2 separate regions of the Mus musculus genome follow, and region 1 is linked to region 2. Evidence: chromatin contacts called from public capture Hi-C data. All regions are on one chromosome and are shown on one strand. Each heading gives the region's core, a stretch centred on a gene start, on an enhancer-like site or on the middle of the called end of the contact. The rest is flanking DNA. Distances are from core to core; before and after follow the strand shown. Region 1 overlaps Urb1 (URB1 ribosome biogenesis 1 homolog (S. cerevisiae)). Region 2 has its middle 15 kb from the start of Scaf4.

Evidence for each region. Capture Hi-C pulls out chosen DNA fragments and counts their contacts.
Region 1: a capture Hi-C map of embryonic stem cells shows a contact between it and region 2, with 3 times the contacts expected there. The contact joins two enhancer-like sites. A contact is called at or near these places in 11 of 39 promoter capture datasets (the 3T3-L1 cell line, 3T3-L1-derived adipocytes, the HPC-7 cell line and 7 more), 6 of 115 datasets of contacts at active chromatin or transcription factors (embryonic forebrain, epiblast stem cells, extraembryonic endoderm stem cells and 3 more) and 1 of 9 other capture datasets (embryonic stem cells).

The regions. Positions count from the first base shown.
Region 1 is chr16:90,775,799-90,778,982 of GRCm38.p6, forward strand. Urb1 (URB1 ribosome biogenesis 1 homolog (S. cerevisiae)) reads right to left here. Exons shown (of 39, transcript NM_029497.1): 20 at 1,556-1,774; 21 at 327-506. Among named protein-coding and RNA genes, the nearest start is that of Urb1, 33 kb to the right of the region's middle. Within about 2 kb of position 1,378, at least 11 of the 459 cell types and tissues checked have an H3K27ac peak or open chromatin away from gene starts, as enhancers often do. A contact at or near this core is called in embryonic stem cells, where this site is marked.
Region 2 is chr16:90,297,482-90,300,794 of GRCm38.p6, forward strand. No RefSeq gene overlaps it. Among named protein-coding and RNA genes, the nearest start is that of Scaf4, 15 kb to the left of the region's middle. Within about 2 kb of position 1,305, at least 22 of the 459 cell types and tissues checked have an H3K27ac peak or open chromatin away from gene starts, as enhancers often do. A contact at or near this core is called in embryonic stem cells, where this site is marked.

The sequences.
Region 1 (3,184 bases), core at 128-2,627, 480 kb after region 2:
ACTACAACAGGAGAGCGCTGCTGCAGCAGACATGAGCCCCAGTCAGCAGCACACAGTTACCTGACCCTCACTCGGACGTCCTCAGGAGGCTCAGGGTATAGATACAAACAAGAGCTGAGTGCTGGCTTGACTATAAAGGACTAATTGGAAAGAAAAAACCCAAATTAAGCTGCTCTCCCTGGGCACGGGTAATAGATGGCTTGCAACATCTCAGGTGTAGTTTTCTACATTTCTCTATTTCCTACAGTGAACATACAACTCAGAAATAGCCAGTACCTGAAAGCTTGTGGGAAAAGGCTGACAGGCCGAGTGGGGGAGGGGAATACCTTGTCAGTAGCCAACTCAAGGGAAGCCACAGACTCCATGTCCAAAAAGAGATCCGACTCGGCCCGGGCAGCCTCTAGCTTCTGCTGGTTCTGGGCGTCCAGCCGCTCAGCGTGGATGACCAGCTGCTTAAGGAGGCCCAGGAGGGACTGAAGCAGAGCTGGGCCCACACTTCTGCCCAGCTGGAAGAAACACATGGCCCTCAGACAAGGAAGGGCTGACCAGTCACAGAGTAGTGACTGCCAGGCCCCTGTGGAATCACAGCAGGAAACTGGAGGGGAAGGCCAACGAGGGAAGACTTGGATGCAGAGTTTCCAAGTTCCTCTCACATGGGAGATTGGGCTTCCTCCACAACTATAAGGCAATCCATCTTCCCTTCCCACCGTCCTTCCCCAGATTAGCCCAAGCTGTAGCCAAGAGAGCACTTGGCATGTCCTCACTACTCACATGTCCTCACTACTCACAGGGGCATGGGGTAAGGCAAATTCGTCTTCCTAACACCTCAGTGAGATACAAATGTTAACTCAGCTAAAGTAAGGCGAAGGATGGCTTGGCAGGTAAAGGCACTAGGCTTGATGAGTGCAGTCCCCAGGAGCCACACTGTGAAAGAAAATCGACTCCTACATGCCAGCCTCTGGCCTCCACATGCACGCATGTGCACATAAATACACAACACTATAGTAAATAAATAAATGTATGAAGGCTGTTTTTGGGGGGGGAGGGTGGTTTTGATTTTTCAAGACAGGGTTTCTATTTGTAAACTTGGCTATCCTGGAACTCACAGAGATCAGTCTGCCTGTCTTCCGAGTGCTGGGATTAAAAGTAATTAAAGGTAATGTGTACCACCCCCTGGCTTTTTTTATTTAATAAGAGGACCGGATCAGCCAGGAAACCTAATGTAGGAAAGTGTAAAAGCACAGCAGCCGAGTTCAAACGTGAGCTGCTGGACTCACAATCCATGGAAGACAAGCCTGGACATGCTGCAATGGCCGGGCACCACAGGAAGGGCCTTGTCCTGAGTCCACACACTACCCCGACAGACGAGCGCTGCTGCCTCTGCACAGCTGTTCAAGGAGGGGCCCAGCACGGGAACTGCAGAGCTAAGAGTCAGGTCCTAGAACTGGGGTCTGCCTTGTGGCATTATCCGGATTCCTGTCCCTCCCCGTGGTGCAGACTCAAAAGAGCACATGCTCTGCATGTGGGGGGCTGGAGGAGAAGGGAAGGCACTAACCTGGCTGAAGTTCTCCACGGTGCTCTTGAGGTACAGCAGTACCTGCTTGGCTGAGCGCAGCATGTGCTGCAGAGCCAGGCTTGGGACAGCGGCGAGAAGCTGTGCCTGAACACTCTTATCCCCAAGTGTCTGGCTTTCATAGGCTGTTTGCAGCAGCGTGGAGAAGCAGGAAGATGGCGGGAGTGTACATGGTCCTGAGCTGCTGGACACCTGCAGCGGCTGAGGGATCAAAAGGATAGGATGGGAAGGAAATGACCTCAGAAGCAAAGGCTACACACACTGCTGACAACTGTGGTAATGTGTAATGAAGGGCATTTCACACTAAGCATGCAGGGCAGTGTGGCACTGTACTCAAGGGAACTCCATCCCAACACTGACAGCCAGAGATTATCCTAAAGTGTACCTGCTGACAGAATGCACAGGTACCTAGCACTCGGTACAAACAGACCTTTCAGTGAGGAGCTGACTGCCTCAGACATAGGGTTTGATCACTGTGTTACCAGGAAGATTTGCTGCAAACTAGAAAAGCACCCCACCTAAAGCAAAGGCCTGCTGCAAGCTACCTGCCCACCCCTCAATATCTTGTCAAAGGACTGGGGAGGGGGAATAGTTAAAGGAAAAGGATCCAGAGCAGTCCTGCTCCAAACAAGTTATTCCCTAATAACTGCCAAACTGCCATTTAAATCTATACATGACTCACACACATGACTTCCTTTAGCTAATGAGCTCAGACACTGTGTCCAGAAGCCCAGTGGTTCTCAAAGCACGGTCTGAGGACCAGGGTAGCAGCAGCATTACCTGAGACAGTGGGACAAAGGCTGGGTCTTAGGACCCCACTCCATAGCGGCTAGCTAGGTCACGATTATGACCAGAGCCTGGCAACCAGGTTTAAATAAGTACCACAAAGGATGAATCCAGCTGGGATCCACTCCAGAGGGTGGACACCAACACGGCTGGCACAGGCAGAGTGGCACTGAACTAAACCATCTGGTGACTGTTGGTGACCATGGCCTCTTTACAGAGGAAAGTGGCAATCCCTATTCTGAACATAAGCTCTGCAAACAGACTGACTAAACCTTGTCCCATCGCTAACTGCTGGTGCAAGCTCTCTTCACGTGTATATAAAGGGTGATCAGTCTTGGCCTGCCTCTCAGAGGTAGTGGATCAAATGGCTTAAAATACACACAGAATACCACCAAAATGGCTGCCATCATAAGAAAAAGGCCCTACGCTGTCTGCATTTTTAAGCATAGCTGAGATGGAATGAATCCACTCAAATCCACAGCAAGGTTGACTCTGCCCCAGTGTGTAGACACACAGCATCCGAGCAAGAATCCCACTCCACAGATCCTCCCCATCGCCCCATTTCCTTTCCCTGTACGGAGCTCATGGGTTGTGCTGAGGGGCAGGCATATTAGCTAAGAACACTAGGGTCTCCAGAAGACAGAGAGATAAAAACTTCTTTTATATGGGACGGAAAAGGAGGATGAGGCCAAGCAGAAGCAGTGACGAGGCACTCCTGTCATTAGGGAGCAGTGACAACATGACTGTCATTCCTCACGTAAGCAGAGGACAGAGGAAGGTGAAGGCCCGACTCTGCCCAGCACAGCATCTGGACCCTGCAGCTGC
Region 2 (3,313 bases), core at 55-2,554:
AAAAAAAAAAAAAAAAAAAAGGAAAAAAAAAATGAAAAGAAAAAGAAACCAGGAATATGTTTGGCGGAGGAGCGGTATGGTGTGGAGGAAGAGGGCGCCTCTGCGGATCCATGCTGAGGCATCCTTTCCCTCTGAGGGATCGGCCACACGCATAATGGAAGAAGGAGGAGGAGGAGGAGGAGGAGGGAGAGGGGGACAAGGAGGAGGAGCCGGCCATGAGCATGTGGAGACAAAGGGGGAGGGGAGAGGGGGATGGGGAGAGAGGGGTTAGAGGATAAGGGAACAAGAGCAAGAGGAGAAGAGAAGAGGAGAGGAGGGGAGGGGAGGGGAGGGGAGAGGAAGGCAGCAGTAAGGCACACCCGGCTATTGCCAGGTAACTGTGGGACGGAGCCTCGATGAGATGGCAACAATACCTAGCCAATACCCATGGCCAGTGAGGCTAAGGAACCTAGAGGAGAAAATACTTTGCCACTTTCTCCAACTAGTGGAAACTTTTAACACTCAAACACGATACATATTTCTTTCTCACTTCTATTGGATAACTAAAGCTGAAATGATTCCAACAGAACTGCTCACCCAGCTAACCACATCACTGATAAGGTTATGATAAATCCGTCATTACAAGTTATAGGTTGCAGTGGCCCAGCCCGCGCCTTCTGAGAAGCCGTGGACCTGCCTGCCTGTTTTTGGTATCTGAGGTTTCTTTCCCTCCTCAAACAAGGCTTAGGCTCTCCTTTGCATAAGAAGAGTGGCTCACCCCCCTCTGGGGAACAAAGGATCCAGGTCTTTTGCTGGGCTCTCCTCCAGCGTATCGACGTTTCCAAGTTCGACCCAGGCGTCTACTGGGCCGCTTTTATACAGTTTCATTCCTGAAGATGGCCACTCAGCCCTGAACGGTTTTGTTTTCTAAATATGTACTTATAAAAATGTCAAGTGGGAAGAATCCATCCTATTCTTCCATCCAGCTAAAAACCTATCACGTTTTTCCCCTGGGGAGATAATTCGAGGTACAAGACAAGAGCTGGCTCGTAAACAGAATGAGTAAATATTTGGCGTGTGGCTGCATCTCTGTGCGTCTTCCGTGATCCAGCATGTTATGGGTGAGGATGATCTATTAGCCTCTGGCTGCCTCTATTACATCACACCTCCTTGTAGTGAATTGCTTTCCTTAGGGCCCGCGTGAAGATAGATCATTTTAGGCAATTTGTCTTTAACGCATCTTCTTAAAATTATCCAAGGATTCTCCCATAATTCTTGACACTGTACGAGTCTGTCTCCCCCCTACATGGAACGCCTATCACTTTATAACGCCGTGACATCTGTTCATAAATCTTTAACGTGGGCGCTACCCTTCAGATCGACAGATTCTGTTCTTACTACCTGTGACATTTTCATTGACTTCTTTTGCAAAGTGACATTATCTCCATCCCAGCCCGAGGAGGATTTAATACCTGACATTTCCCACATCCATCATCAGAATCAGTCAGGGCTCCCCCTCCCCCGCTGGAAGGGTAAACCCCAAGGCTTCTTTTCTCTTGAATCTACTTCCTAGAAACCTGTTCTCTAGCAATCGTTTCATTAATGAGCTGTTACCCGAAGCCCGGGAGCTGCCTCTGCTACATCCTGCCTTAGTGAAAGAGTGAGCTCTTTACCATTAACCTGTAAAGGGAATGCCCAAAAATCTGTTACTAAGGAAACAGGGCCTTTTCTTTCCCCCAGAGAATGACTTATAATACAGATCCTGAAACAAAGAGTAGTAATAGGCTGTACATGGTCAATTATGCTAATTTTACTAATTATTTTTTATTGATTTAACCAATTTACACGATTATTACCTCATTCATTTGATGAGTGTCAGGTTCTTGTTTTGTTTTTGTCAGCTCCACACAAGCTAGAGTCATTTTGGAAGGGGGAACTGGATGAAGAGAGAGAGAGAGAGAGAGAGAGAGAGAGAGAGAGAGGAAAAGGAAAGGAAAGGACATGCCTGTTTCTAGGTATTGCAGAGGTGAAAGTTTATTATAGAGATGTGGGAGAGCTTAGCCAGGGACAGACACATCTGGGAGAACCCAGAGAGGTCATGACCCTGAACTATGTAGGGGGAACATGAGAGGAAGGGAGAGAGGAGAACCAAGTGTGGCAGCCAGGAGGCCCAAGATACAAAACAGGGGCAGGTAACCAAAATGTCTGATTTACAGAGGGAAGAGCCTGGGGGATGGGCAGCTTAACCCCTGGTCTGGAGAGTTGGGGTAGAGGGGAGCATAAGTCAGCCAGACTCTGTGATAGGTAGGAACTGAAGGATGCTGGGAGAACCTGGAGCCCAGGTCTGCTTTGATATGTTAAATAGGCACCTCAGCTATTAGCCTAGGATTTGAAACTTAACAGAAACCTCCATTGAGAAAAATACCTCTATCAGATTAGCTTGTATGCAAGTCTGGGGTCCATTCTATGTAGTAATGATTTTGGGAGAGGCCCCAGCCCACTGTTGGGGGTACAACTCCTGGGAAGGTGGCCCTGAGTTGCATAAGAATGCAGGTTGTGGGGGGGAGTGGCTGGAGAGATGGCTCAGTGGTTAAGAGCACCGACTGCTTTTCCAGAGGTCCTGAGTGCAATTCCCAGCAACCACATGGTGGCTCATGACCATCTGTAATGGGATCTGATGCCCTCTTCAGGTGTGTCTGAAGAGATCAATGGTGTACTCATATACATACAATAAATATATATATTTTTTCCTCTTTTTTTAAAGATTTATTTATTTATTATATGTAAGTACACTGTAGCTGCCCTCAGACACTCCAGAAGAGGGAGTCAGATCTGAGCCACCATGTGGTTGCTGGGATTTGAACTCCTGACCTTCGGAAGAGCAGTTGGGTGCTCTTACCCACTGAGCCATCTCACCAGCCCAATATATATATTTTTAAGACAGGGTTTCTCTGTGTAGCCCTGGCTGTCCTGGAACTCACTCTGTAGACCAGGCTGGCCTCAAACTCAGAAATCAGCCTGCCTTTGCCTCCCGAGTGCTGGGATTAAAGGCGTGCACCACCACGCCCAGCTTCCATGCCCGAATTGAATAAATAAATCTTAAAAAAAAATGCAGGCTGAGCAGACCACGGGGAGCAAGCCAGTAAGCAGCGCCCCTCCTAGGCCTCTGCCTCAGTTCTTTGCCTCCACAGTCCTACCTTGAATGAAGTGTGACCCTTTTCTCCCTAACTTGCTTTTGGCCACAGTGCTACTGTGGTTCTCATAGCAATAGACTGCAAACAAGACCACTCCAGCAGCGCCATTGGACAGCCAGGGTTATACAGAGAAACCCTGT